Linked DNA regions of Ovis aries: region 2 is linked to region 1. Evidence: chromatin contacts called from public Hi-C data. All regions are on one chromosome and are shown on one strand. Each heading gives the region's core, a stretch centred on a gene start, on an enhancer-like site or on the middle of the called end of the contact. The rest is flanking DNA. Distances are from core to core; before and after follow the strand shown. Region 1 holds the start of PPP1R21 (protein phosphatase 1 regulatory subunit 21). Region 2 holds the start of FBXO11 (F-box protein 11).

Region 1 (6,744 bases), core at 3,594-6,093:
TTGGGAGGGATTGGGGGCAGGAGGAGAAGGGGACGACAGAGGATGAAATGGCTGGATGGCATCACCGACTCGATGGACATGGGTTTGAGTGAACTCCGGGAGTTGGTGATGGACAGGGAGGCCTGGCGTGCTACGATTCATGAGGTTGCAAAGAGTCGGACACGACTGAAGGACTGAAGTGAATAGGTTAATGTATATAAATCTGGATGTTGTATGTGACCATTTCCTCCAGTAAGACTGGTGACAGAGAAAACCAGAAGAGAAATAGTAATTATGAAGCAAAAGCACAGAGTGGAACAGGGGTGAGACATGAGCTCTTAGCAGTAAAGTGTTACTACTTCCCACCTACGCATCCCCTACCTCCTGGACCTTGCCCTTGGGTTCAGTGAGAGAGCTCTGGGTAGACTAGCCCCACCCAAACAGCTCGAAAGGTACCTATTTTGTGAAGGTGCAAGTCCAGATAAATGCCAAGGAACATGACTCACCCTTTGCATCCTCACACCTAATCTAGGACTCATTCACTGTATTTGAACTAAACATTAACGGTTTCCTACATGTGAGTACTTGACCTAAGGGACAAAAATACAGTCTGCAGTGAAGGCTGAAGGACTTGGTTCTAGTTTTGCTTCTGTCAGTGTTTCCCATGTGACTTTGGACAAGCTACATCAGGGCTCTGGGCTTATTCTGTCATTCTTTCTTGCTGTGACGGAAATAGGCAAAGCATGAGTTTGGTCAAATGAAAAGTTATAAAATTTCAAGCCCAGAATTCTGATTTTTAGTAGAGCTCCTCAGCTACAAATCTTTAGATTTCACCTCACTGATTACTCTTTACAAAATATAAACTTTGGTGCTAACTGCTCAGGAAAACTCATGAGAAGGAAAGTTCTTTTCTTTCTTTTATTCCCTCCCCACTTTTTAAAATGTCACTGTAGCACGATATACATTTTCTGACTGGATTAACATAATAAATAATAACAAAGACAATATGTTATCATAAAAGATTCATAAGTTGCTTTCTTTAATCCCTTCCTTATGTCCACTCATATAAACACTCTTTGTTGTCCATTACCTCAATAATCATGTGTGGTGACTGGGCACAGGAGTGTGAAACCAGGCCAGAGAAAATCTTTACTTAGCTTTCGGAATGACTGTATGGGGAGGTGCTAGTGGGGGTAGCTGAGCTCCCAATGTCACTCTAAGACCTGCTGCACATAGCAGGTTATGAAGTAGAATGGGTGGAGCTTTGAAGCTTGAAGGAAGTTCTTGATTTTCAGATGTATGCAAGGACAGAGAGCGCATGACTCTACTCTACCATGAAATGATGTTTACTCAGAGATTGACAATATCATCTAAGTAACCCAACGTCAAGTCTGGTCATTGTCCATATGACCAAAGGAAGTTCCACACTGTTCTCACTGTATACACAATCGATTCGCTTTATTTGGAGAGTTGTATTCTATAAAATCATCACATACACTGAATTAGTGAATAGCATTGCTCCTCGGGAAAACACAGGGTTAGGATCATGAGAGCCTCTGGTCTCACTTTTGTCAACCAAACAACATATAACATAGTTTTCGGTGTGTTTCTATTTAAAAGCACCTTACTTAATATATATTGTTGATTCACTAACACTGAACTAATGGCCAGCAACTCTGAACTTGAGCTCTGCAGCTCCTGTTTTCTTCCTGCTGTTCTCCGAGCTACCCACACATACTTCTAGGAAAGTACTCCTTTGGAGCCAAGATAGTTTGAGTCAGTTCCTGACACCTGCAACTGAAAAAAATTTCTAAAACAGTATGCTGTTAAATGTTTTAATGATCATCACAGTGTTTGCATATTTATAATAATTCCAAGTGACTTTCATTTATGCCACTCCCTACAAGTAAATCATGGTTACAAGTTGAGAACCATCACTGGCAAGCATATGAGTTAACAGAAAAAATAAAAAATTTTGTTATTGTGAAATGTAACATCCATACGAAAAAGGTGCACACAGAAAAATGTACCTCATGAGGAATTAACACAAAGTTAACACCTTTGTAACTATCACACATAAATAGAACATTGCCAATACTACTCGAAGCCCATCTCATGGCCTCTTCCAGTCGTGATCATCCTTTTCCACCCAAAAACAATGAAGCTCCTGACTTTCATGGTTGCCACTTTCTTAATTTTCTTTCTAGTTTTAATACTTAGGCATGCATCCTGAATCTTATAGTTGAATTCTGCCATTTTTTGAGTGATATATAAATGAGGTTATATAGTATATTTTGGGGGAAATTTGGTTTCTTTTGTTCTGTATTATTGTCTGAGATTCATCCAGTAGTTAATTGTAGTTGTAGTTCAGCTTTTTTCATTGCTGTTTAGTATTCCATGATACGAATATACACTTATTTCTAATAACTATCTATTTATTGATAAGCTTTTTTGGCTATTATGACTGATACTGCTATGAATATTCTTGGTGAATACATGCACACACTTTTTGAGTGTATACATGAGAATAATTGTTGGATCCTGAATATGTATCTTTTCAGGTGAGTGGATAATACCAAGGTCTTTCCTAAGTGGCTCTTCCTGGTTATATTCCTAGCAACACTTTAAAATTTTATTTTATTTTTGGCTGTGCTGGGTCTTCATTGCTGCGGTTGGGCTTTCCCTAGTTGTGGAGAGTGGGGGCTACTTTCTAGTTGTGGTGGGCAATCTTGTCGTGGTGGTGGCTTCTCATACTGTACAGCACAGGCTCAAGGCATGCAGGCTTCAGCAGCTGCAGCTTATAGGCCCTAGAGCATGGGCTTCAGTAGTTGGCACATGGGATTAGTTGCTTCATGGCATGTGGGACGTTCCCAGACCAGGGATCTAACCCACGTCTGCTGCATTGGCAGGTGGATTCCTACCCATTGCACCACTAGGGAAGGCTCTCATCAATATGTTATGACAGTTTCTCCTTTTATATTCTCATTCACTCTTGTCAATCTTTTAAATATTAGCCGTTTGTGTGGGTGTGTATGGCATTGCACTGCGGTTTTAATTTCACTTCCTCCTGGTTGCTAATGAAACTTAACACCCCCTTGCACGTTTAATGGCCTGTTTGTGTATTTTCCTTTGTGAAGTGCCTGTTGGAAGTCCCTTGCTCATTTTTCTATCTGGTTGCTGGTCTTTTTTCTTATTGATTTGTAAGAGCTCTTTATATATCTGGATAAGGGACACCTTTGTTGGATACATATATATTGCAAATGCCTTTTCACTCACTTAATGGTGTCTTTTGAGGAAGAGATTCTGAAATGTGTTCAATTTAGCAGTCAGGATTTGGAAACAATTTTTTGCAACTGACAACAACTAGATTAAGCAGTAGAAATATAAATTTCTCAGGTTAGTACATAGGCTCTCTAACCAAAGTTGCACGTTCTTTCTTTGGAATGTTAGTTCTGAAATAACATTTTATTTTTAAATAATTGAAAATTCCATTACATTACAAACTACAGAAATACGCTTAAAAATATTTAATTCTGCCGCTTGGTGGTGCCATGGAAAACTAATAATAATAATTTTAAAAATTCTGCAAGTTTGCTGGATAGTAGGGCTTGGCTGTTAGTCAACTGAAAACTATAAACAACATTTTTAAGTTTGTAATCCTTTCCTTACATTACAGTGGCTGAAAAGTGCACATACCAGCTCATGCTTTCACTTTAAAATTCCAGGCATACTCATAGTCGAATGTCAAAAAGGAAAATAGGAGGTGTTTTTTAATCATGGAAAATAACAAACATTTTAAAATAACAATATAACTAACATCCCTTTCCCTATTACCTGGATAATAAACGTTAACTTCCAGTCACATTCACTTCAAAAAATTAAATAAAAATAAAATGTATGCTTCTTTGTTCTTTTTCATTCCCCTTTCTTCGTTTTCTCACTGGAGGCAATCACAAGCCAGAATTAGATGTGTATCCTTCCAGTTCTTGTTTCTCTATTTTTAGTACATGTTCATGTGTCCATGAGCAGCACAAATGTTGCTTTATATTCTTCAAATGTATCTTTTCATGCTCTAGTATACTGCAATTTGCTTTTTACATTTAACAGTGTTTTGTCATGTTGATAGACACAGATTCATTAGTTTTGTTAAACTGCAATGCTTTAATTTATGGCAAACAAGTATCCTAAATTATTTATTCCTCTATGAACATTTCAATGTTGCAATAAATGCAATGCTTAGAATATCTAACATATAATACGTCCTCAAATCATATTTAATGAGCAAAGCGGCATAAAGTATTTCAGGCAGACTACTATTTGCTTCAATTGTCCAGTTACATGTCGTTAACGTCCACCCTATATGCATGCGTGGCAGGGATCATTCCCTGAAATTTCCTAAAAGCTTTTTACCCAATTCTCTGAGAAAACGCTCTGATGCAGTGCCAGTATGGGGGCAGGGCTGGGCGGGTGGAATGGGTAGAGAATGGATACAAAGACATCCCAACGTCAAAATATAAGACAAAGAGGTTTGTCTGGGGCATAACAGGGTGACAGCAGCGCGCGTTATAAAAGTGGGGGAAAGTTTACAATGCAGGCCATGTCCGGTGCTACCATATCCGGATAGCAGGTAGTGGAATACAGAGGTCTTTCTCTCCGAGCACCTTCTGAAAGATGTAACCATCAAACGACAGACGGTTGCCATGGGAACCAGTGGGGGAGGACGGTGTGTTCGACCAGAATTCTTGATGCGCTTAGAATGTTTCTTCTTCCGGTCCTCGATTCTTCGCACCACCGCCCCTCTCCGTCGTCCCCCGCCCATTCTGTGGGCTCTTATCATTTCCCCTTTTAATGCTCTCCTTCCCTGTTCTGGGTCGCCATCTTGGGCCATGCGTCAAGATGGCGCCCCCTGCTCCAGCCAGAGGTAGACCCCAGGAGCGCCAGCGAGTCTGCGCGCGTACGTGCTCGGGCGCGGGAGGGTGGGGCGGTGATGTCAGACGTCGCCCCGCCCCCGGTGGTCGCTCCGCCCCTGGCCCCACTCCTCCTTCCTCTCACCCGGCGAACCCGGAAGTGGAGGAGGAGGCGCGGCGGCGGTGGCAGAGCGGGCAGGAGCTGGTGGATCCATACCCGGCAGCGTGTCTGGGGTTGGGGGCGGGGGGTGGGGCTGAGTGGCCTGGGCAGTCTGGCCTGGACAGGGCGGGGGAGGCCATGGCCTCGGCAGAGTTGCAGGGGAAGTACCAGAAGCTGGCTCAGGAGTACTCTAAGGTACCCGTCGTATGCGGGGAGTAGGGGGTCCCCGGTCCTGCGGCCCCGGGTTGCCTTGGCAGCGACTTGTCGGGACAGAGGGAGAAGGCAGAGGGGGCACGCGAGCGCGCCCCTCCTGTCTCCGCCTTCTGTATCCACCATTACCGAGCTTCCACCTGCAGTTCCCAGGAGATGGGGCCGGGCGGTGTCTGGTCGGTGTGCGTTTCTGCGGGAAGGAGCAGGAGTTTGATTCTTCCTTCTCATTGAACTAGCGGGCTTGGAGAGGGATGTCAGAAATCCTGGCTTCCGCCTCTGGTGCTGGTCGGGAGGGGCAGGGAAAGGTGAGGACCATCGCTTTCCTGCTGCTTCCTCAATTTTCCCAGCCTGGCGATGGGAAGGATCAAGCTTTCTCCTTTCCCACAGGGATGATATGAGGATAAAGAGATTTATCTGCCTCCCCCCCACACCCCCCCCCCAATTAAATTAAAGTGTGAATAGAGTCATGCGTGTAAACTACTTCACCAGAAATAGGTGGTTACGAATGGATTCAGTGCTTTGGAAAGACGTTGTCTGAAAATGATTTTGAAAGCTGGAGTGCTAGGGCTATGTCCTTTTCTCTCTTTTTCTTGGGTCACCTGGAGTGGGGCAGAGCACCCAGAAGATGCTCAGGACATGTTGAATTAAGCAAAATAGTGACCTTTCCCTTTGTCATATTTACGGCATCAGTCTTTTAACTGGTGGGACCCTTTTCTTGGAAAAGGGCGGTGCTGCTTTTCTGTGTAGTGTGGTTCTGCCTCAAGAATATTCTACGGAAGTTCTAAAAGCAGAATCTTGCATCTTTGGAAATAGATTCAGTAGTCATTAAATTTGGTTTTCAGTGATCTTGGCATTCGAGAGAGCATGGGGAAGCTTAGACTCCTTTTTACTTTGGAGAAACTGAGACACACTTTAAAAAATTTCATATAATGGATATGCAGCAATGTGAAATGCATTGTTTTGTGAAAAATAAAACCTGTGCCTAAACATACACACTTAAGTCTTCAGAATCACATGGAGGCCTTTTGAGATACTATTATTCCAGTGGTACTACTATTGGCAAGGGCTTCCCCAGTAGCTCAGAAGGTAAAGAATCCACCTGCAATGTGAGAGGCCTGGGTTGGAAGATCTCCTGGAGGAGGGCATGGCAACCCACTCCAGTATTCTTCCCTGGAGAATCCCTGTGGACAGAGGAGCCTGGTGGGCTACAGTCCAAGGGGTCGCAAAGAGTCGGACAGACTGAGGACCGACTGAGGTCTAAGCACGACCACTGGCAAAGCTTCTGCATTTCCATTTGAATTTGTCTCTAAGAGCCTCTGGCAAGATGTTAGTGATGGCAAGTTTTTATCCTTTGAAGGCATTTTTTGTTTGTTTGAAAGGTCCAGAAATTATTTGGAACAAATCCATGTGATGAAGTGTGGTGGGTAGAGGATGGCAGTCCCGACACTTGGCTCTCCTATTTTGGGGTGAAAATGTTTCATGAGTATA
Region 2 (7,117 bases), core at 1,479-3,978, 500 kb before region 1:
TTACCCTAGAATTTCAACCCAATGCCATTGCTTTAAAAAAAAAAATTAGTCAACTGTATTACATATAGTGTCAATTCTGAGACTTTATTATTTGAATGAAACAGGAGAACCCTGATATGCAAATACAAAAGGAAATGATGAAACTGTACTTTTAATTAACAAAAAAACCCCTGTAAATGTATCAAAGAAGTATTAAAACACATTTACCAGTAATGTAGCACAAGACCTCTAACTGGCTTGAAAGATCACATTCTTTCAAGCAACGTATAGCTTTCACAAGGACTTCTGTAACAGTAACCAGTGAAAACCGTTTAAACTATTTTTCAATTATCATCTCCCTCTTTCATTTGTTCGGTATTTTGATCATGCACAACAAAGAAACAATTTTTAAGGAAAGAATGTATAATTTTCAAAAGGCATTTAATCTTAATTCCCTCAGCCAAAGGAGGTGTGACAACCAACGCACGTAAAATTAACCTTAATCCGCCAACGAAAACACGCAAAATGTCTCCTAACAATTCCCCTCCTCCTTAAAACAACAACCGTACACATAAATATGGTATTGACCTCCACCTCCACTGAGAGTAGCTGATTAATAAACAGAATAGTTAAATTTGGAGATCAAGGTGCAACACCCCATCTCCGAAACCTCCCCGAATAACATCATCAAAGTAGAACTGAACATTAATTTTGCTAAAGCAAGAATCCAACCCCCGGGAGCCTCAGCCCTTAGACAATGGTGGTTACCAGACAGAGCTGCACAGTTGGGTCCAAATGACACATTTCACTAGGCCCTGGACACAACACACACAGGCACAAACACACGCACTCTCTCTCACAAGGGGCCAATTCTAAGGAAGGGGCGTTCAAATCCCACTGGGAGACGGAGGGGCAGCATGGTGGCGTGGGGGTATGCTAGGGGAGGACAAGCGAGAGGGGAGTCGATAGAGCGGAAGGGTAACTGCACCTCACGCGAGGGAGGGGGCTGGAAATGGCCGATGGATTCTATATTTATTTATTTAAAGGTCTTAATTTAACGGGTCCTTCCCAGGGGTTCTGTAACTAAAGCCAAACTGCGCAGCAAACATTATGAGGTTGGGAGAAGAGTCGCCGCTCCCCCTACCCCGTGACTCGGGGGGGGGGGGGCGGGTGAAACAAGTTCCCCGGCCAACACCACCGACCACTCCAACTCCCCCTCTCCCCTCCTCCACAGGAAGGGGGAGGCTAACAGAGAAAAGGGGGAAAAACAAGTTCCCCAGCCAGCCCTAACCACCCGATCACTCCCAGTTGTCCCCCCCATCTTCCATTAGAAACAGGAGACCAACCCGTGGAAGGCAGCCGAAAAAGGAGAGATCCCACCCTTCGCCTTCCCCCCACCCACCAACATACTCCTGCGGGGTCCGTAAGCGAGCTCGAAAAACAGAGGGATGGGTCGAGGGGAGAGGGTGTCGAGCCCCCGAAACCAAACAAAGCGCGGCCTGAGCTAAGAGCCCAGGCGAGTCGGGAAGCCGCGGCTTTTCCTGCCGGCCGGGGCCCGGGCTGAGCTGACACTGCGGCACCGGGGGACCCGCCTCCGCTCTGCCTCCCTTCTCCCACCCTCCAGGCGCACAAGCCGCCCCCGCCCGCCCCGGCCTCCCTCCCCGCGGGTCCCGCCGGCCGGGCGCCCGAGCCGGCGGGCGGCGGGGAAGGAGCGCGGCCTTACCCCGCTCGCCGGCGTTGTTCCGCTCCTGGGGCAGCGGCGGAGGCGGCGGTGGCGGCGGCGGAGGCTGTTGCTGCTGCTGCTGCGGCGGCGGCGGAGGCTGCTGCTGCGGCGGCTGCTGCTGGGGCGGCTGCGGCGGCGGCTGCTGCGGGGGCTGCTGCTGCTGTTGCTGCACCGGGCGCGGCCGCGACACTCGCCTGGGTCTCCGGTTGGCGGCTCGGACGGAGTTCATTTGCCGGGCTGAGGTGGCGGCGTTGGCGGAGGGACACACACACACACACACACACACACACACACGCACACGCACCGCGAGCTCCGGGGCGGGAGAAGGGGGTGGGGAGAGGGGGGAGGAAGGAAAGGGGGCGAGGGGAAGGGGAGATGGTAAGGGCGGAGGGGCGAGCGGGACCCCGAGTCAAGAGAAAGGCCCGCGGAGACAGACAGAGACCGAGCGAGGCCAGGCGGGCGGGCCTGACGCACGGGCAAGGCCGAGGCCGCCGGGCGGGGCGGCCGCGAGGGACGGAGACAGAAAGACGGGCAGAGCGAGAGAAAGAAAGAAAGGGCGTCCGCCCGCCTGGGGATCCTGAGGCGAAGCGCGGCGTCGGCGGCTGAGGACACAGACCCTGGTCCCGCCGACTCCCGAGCGGCGTCTCCGGCGGCGGGGGGAGTGGGCGGGCGGGTGAGGAAGGGAGAAGGAGGAGAAGAGAGGGAGAGAAGGGAGGGAGGGAGCAGGGGGCGCCTGGCTCTTTTTTTTTTTTTCTCTTCCTCCCCCCCACACCCCCTGAAAGAGATTTCTGAGAGGAATTTTTTCTCTCTTTCTTCGGCCTCTTCTCTCTCCTCCCCCCCTTCTCTCCTGGGCGAAGGGGAAATGAGTGTGAAGGGAGGAGATAGGGGGAAAAAGAGGCGTCGTCGTTCCTCCTCCTTAAAGGAGCCTTTCCTCCTCCTCCTCCTCAGCCCCGTCGCCGCTGCTTCTGCTGCTGCTCCGTGGCAGGAGGAGCCATTGACACCGCCGGAGCCACCACTCGCCCAGTCGGTCCCTCCCCGCCGCGGGGCTGGCCAGGGGCGCGGGGGAGGGCCGTGGAGCGGCGGGGGGAGGGGCAAATGGGCGGGGAAGAAGAGGGGCGGGGATTCCGGCCAAGGAGCCAACGGGAGGCGCTCATACAACCTTTGGGCCAATGGGACCTCTGCTCTTATCGCCAAGTCCCTTCCTTCAACGCCCTGTTTCCTCTCTCGGGTTTCCTCCCTCCCCCGCTAAGGAGGTGGGGGAAGGAGGAGAGGGGGAGTGTGGTGGGGCGGGTGATAATGGGGAGGTATCAGGGCATATAATAGAGCGGGGGGTGGATGAAGAGATCGCTAGTGCGTAGCGACGATTCTAGGAGAGGAGGTGCTCGGAGGAAAGGGCGGGGGCTGCTGATGTAATGGGGAGAAGTGATTAATCCTTCGGTTCGCCGTTTCAACCTCTCCCCGCTCCCGCCCCCATCCGATTTTTTAAGCGGAAAAGTAGAGCGAGGTAGCCAATCTTTGATAACTGGGGTTTTTTTGTGGTAGGTAGGTTCAAACTCTGAGCTGTAGGGAGCGCTAGAGATTCTGTACCCTTTAGTTCAGCTGAGGGTATTTGCTAAACCTTGAAGATCCACTTTACCGAGCTTTGAGCTCGGGAACCGAAGTTAGAAGTCGGTTCCTACTTGTAGTCTAAAAGGAGTTATCTAAATCTTGAAAAGATTGTGATCAATAGGGAATAGACCTTTGGTCAGTTTACTTATTGAAGACGCGGACTCTATAACGTTTGGGGAAATAATAGGTGAGAAAAGAGAAGTAAATGTGTTGAGGTGGTGATTGTTTATGTGATAAACGTTTTAATTTTTTAATTTTATTTTTTTTTAGATCTCAGAAACTCAGAGGAAAAGAAAAGCCCCAAGGGGAATTATCTTTTGTGTCTGTATCTGGTCCCCTCGAGATAATCTCTCCCCAGGGAAAACGTGTTTTAATTCCCTCGCTGCTGTTGTGATGACTGAAAAAGTATCCTTTCTCGGTTCTTTGGCTCTCTTTTGTTTATCACTTTATGGAAATGGTAAAACTAGCAATTTACCTGATTTTCGATCTTAGGTGATTTCTTTCTCATTTCAGTTTGACCAGGTGCTCTATCTTAGGTTTGAGATGGATGACTAAGTGGTTACAAAGTACAATAAGAGAAGCAGGGGTAAGAGCCGGGTAGTGTGTGTTTTGGGAGCGGAGAGGAACAGTGAGAACCACTGTTGTGTCGGGTGTTTGAGTCTCTGACTTGATGTATGCCTCTGGGCAAAATGCTTTACGTTTCTAGCTTTCAGGGTTCCCTCCCTTTCAATAAGAATTTACTTTGAATTACATAATACTGTTTTTAATTTTAAAACATTCTCTGATTTTGGGATGAGCTCTCTTTGGTCCTGACAATGGAGAAACTTAGATCTAAGTTTCCTTCTCAAGAAAAATATCGAGGAGGGAGGCTTACAATGAAGAACTGCAAATGTTTATGGTGGTTAGCAAGGTACAAATGGGTACAGTTTTATATTTGGTTCAAATAAATGTAGCAGGAAAAAAGGAAAACTACACGCTATTGTACATATTATAAGTGGATCCATAACTCTTTATTTTTTCTAAAACTTTACTTTTTTCCAGCATGCATTTATTGGTTTCTTCTGTGTATGTATTGCTATGTAAGGTGCTATGGGAGATAGCAAAAAATAAAATAAATTGCAAAATATGGGACATAGTTTGTATTTTTTTTATGGTAGTTGATTTAGTTAATTCAGATGTACAGAGAAAACATAGCTTATTCTCTGTAGCTTATCCTTCTTGAGTCCCCATGTTATCCCTTTTCTTTTATAGGTAAGTACTGAATCTTACAGATTTCCCCACTTCCCTGTCATCCAAGATACACATGGGAGTTGAGGGATTTTGTGTAAAGTGTACATAGACGGAATGTCGCATCTTCAATATCCTAGATTTCCAAGTTGTAATTAATAAACTTGGAATGATAGTTCTCTGGCCATGTGGCAGTAAGATGCCTTATTTTAACAAAACCAGTATATTATGATAATTTTCTGATAGGTGGAAGTAAAATGCCTTGATAGTGCCTTTTTCTAATTCACACAGTAACTAGTGGGCTGGTAGAAGCCTGTGGTATGGGAAGGTCAGCAGGACATCAAGGGAAAGCCCTGAGCCACGCATGCCAGTCCTTGTGTTGTCCTTTACTTGTGGAGTGTCTGGTGTAGTCCGAAAGCAGAACTGCTAGCCTCAGAGATGGAACTGCTCCCTCTGTCCTTTCGAGAAGTTGTGCTGCTTCCGCACTGAACCATATGCCTTATACACTGCAACTTCTGTCCTGACCCCAGGCCTCCGCAGGTCCACTGATTCTCATGATGCCATTCCATCTTCTCACTGAAACGTGGGAACTTCTGGTTTCCCAGAATATCCCACTTAGGCCTTGATGAGCCAGAAACTTTGCTTCAAGCTCATCTACTGAGCCACCTCCCTTCACCGATGTTGCATTTTTCTCCCTATGTCATGTGGAACATGCCATTAAGCTGAAAGCAGAGATCCTAGCAGACTCAGCCTCTCGCAGGCATGCCCAAAGAAGCAAACCATTATCCCCATTTTTCTTGGATTTCCCCATATCTCTGAATATTTCAACTATATACTTCCAACTCTAGTTTCCACATTGAGAAGGGACAGGAAGTAAGCACACTGAGTCTGATTACCTCTTTCTGTCCCCCTTTCTTCTTTCCATGATCGCTTAGGGCTATAAGAGATGGATTTTTCTAACACGACATTGTAAAATACATATTTTAATTAAAAAGTTTTTTAAAAGAGATTATTTTTATTCTTGTGACAAGAGCTTTCGTCATGTACCACATCCTCTTCATTTTTTGTTATGACTTCTACTGTGCTCCCTTTTTTGGAGCCATGATGGCGGATGGGACGCAGGAAAGCGTTCCATTAACAATAATGGAATATCTACTGGGAGATACTAAAAAATATTATCCTATCATATCTCTGGCTCCTACATATTTTTAGTTTATCTTACAAAAGCATTAAACGTTAGAGACTTCTTTGTGTAAAAGTGTTTAAAGCCATCTTAAGTTAAAACTTGGGAGTTGTTAGAATAGGCCTTGGAGATCATTTAATTCTCATGTTTGTATTTGCTATATAAGGAAACTAAAATTCAAAGAAATGAGGCGACAGAAGCAAATCCCGTAACTACTTAGTAGCAAAGTTAATGCCTGACAGTCCAGTGCCCTTTCTGTTCACAGATATTATAGACTTTTAATTCTTCCAGTGAAACACAAAATATTCCAAATGGTCTTAGCCATCGCCAGGTCCACCTGTGTTAGCAGATAATCCGGTCAGTTAGCTGCCATAGGAGGTATATGTGAGAGAAAACAGCAGAAAAACATAAAGGAGATTTTTATTTGGGGGGTGGGGGGGGTGGGTAGCAGTCTTCCAAATTATTTCAATATACACTTACCATAATTTCAGAGGACTGAGTTCCCTCAGGTTTGCTCGCTCTTCAAGAATATTTGTTTCTCTCAACTAATTACTGGTGCTTAACAGGTTTGTGTACTTAAAATTATTTGTTTATAAAACATCACAATAGGAGTGTGGAAAAAATAAGCCCTTTAATCATTTTAATACCTGGCAGGTGATATTTACTGTGATTTTTAAATGATAATTTTTACCATTTCAAAGATTCAGCTTCCCCTTTCCTTGTCATTCCATCATCTAGTCTTAAGCCGTCAGTACTCAAGTCAGTTATATAAGACACCTGAAAGCTGCTCATCCCTTTTATGTCATTTAGGAAATTAGTTTGATCTGAATATGGTTTTCCTGAAGGAATAACCAGCTCTGTTTAAAATATCCTTGTTAGAGTATGAATGACTTATCTCACTAAGCTGCAAAAAGTCATTCTTTAGTACATGCTCAGATAATATTTTATCAATTAGTAAGTGAAAATTAACTTGGAACTAAGAATTTAAATTCAGTGTATATGTGGGAAAACCTGGTAAGCATGCAATCAAATGATCCTCATAACAGAGGTTATCTGTAAAAAAAATTATAGAATCTAACTTTAATACCTTTCCCTGTGGAATAATAGAGACATAGCGCTATCAAAAGAAATTATGTTCAAGATTCAGGATGGGCTGTGATAGACCACTGTAAATCTTTTTATTTTTTTGCTTTTAAAAGGAGAACCCAATTTTGAAGTATTGAGAAAAGACTAGGCCAAACAATAAAACGGTGTTATATTATGGAAGGACTGGTAGATGACTGAACTGTGGGCAGATGTAAATGAAAGACAGTGACAGAGCTCTGCTACCTGCTGGCTCTCTGACCTTGGCCAAGTTACTTCACCTCTCTATGCTTCAGTTTCTATGTCAGTAATAT

What was found. Hi-C and Micro-C count contacts between places; a contact is called where the count stands out from the background.
Region 2: a contact with region 1 is called in a Hi-C map of muscle, with 4 times the contacts expected there. The contact joins the promoter of FBXO11 here to the promoter of PPP1R21 in region 1. A contact is called at or near these places in 7 of 16 Hi-C or Micro-C datasets (blood, hypothalamus, liver and 4 more).

What each region holds. Positions count from the first base shown.
Region 1 is chr3:76,049,460-76,056,203 of ARS-UI_Ramb_v3.0, reverse strand. It overlaps PPP1R21 (protein phosphatase 1 regulatory subunit 21), which reads left to right and starts at 4,843. Exons shown (of 21, transcript XM_060413895.1): 1 at 4,843-5,241. The coding sequence starts at 4,876.
Region 2 is chr3:76,547,051-76,554,167 of ARS-UI_Ramb_v3.0, reverse strand. FBXO11 (F-box protein 11) reads right to left here and starts at 2,728. Exons shown (of 23, transcript XM_042246209.2): 1 at 1,703-2,728. The coding sequence starts at 1,931. It overlaps LOC114113604 (a long non-coding RNA gene), which reads left to right and starts at 3,049. Exons shown (of 2, transcript XR_003588508.3): 1 at 3,049-3,497; 2 at 3,581-7,117.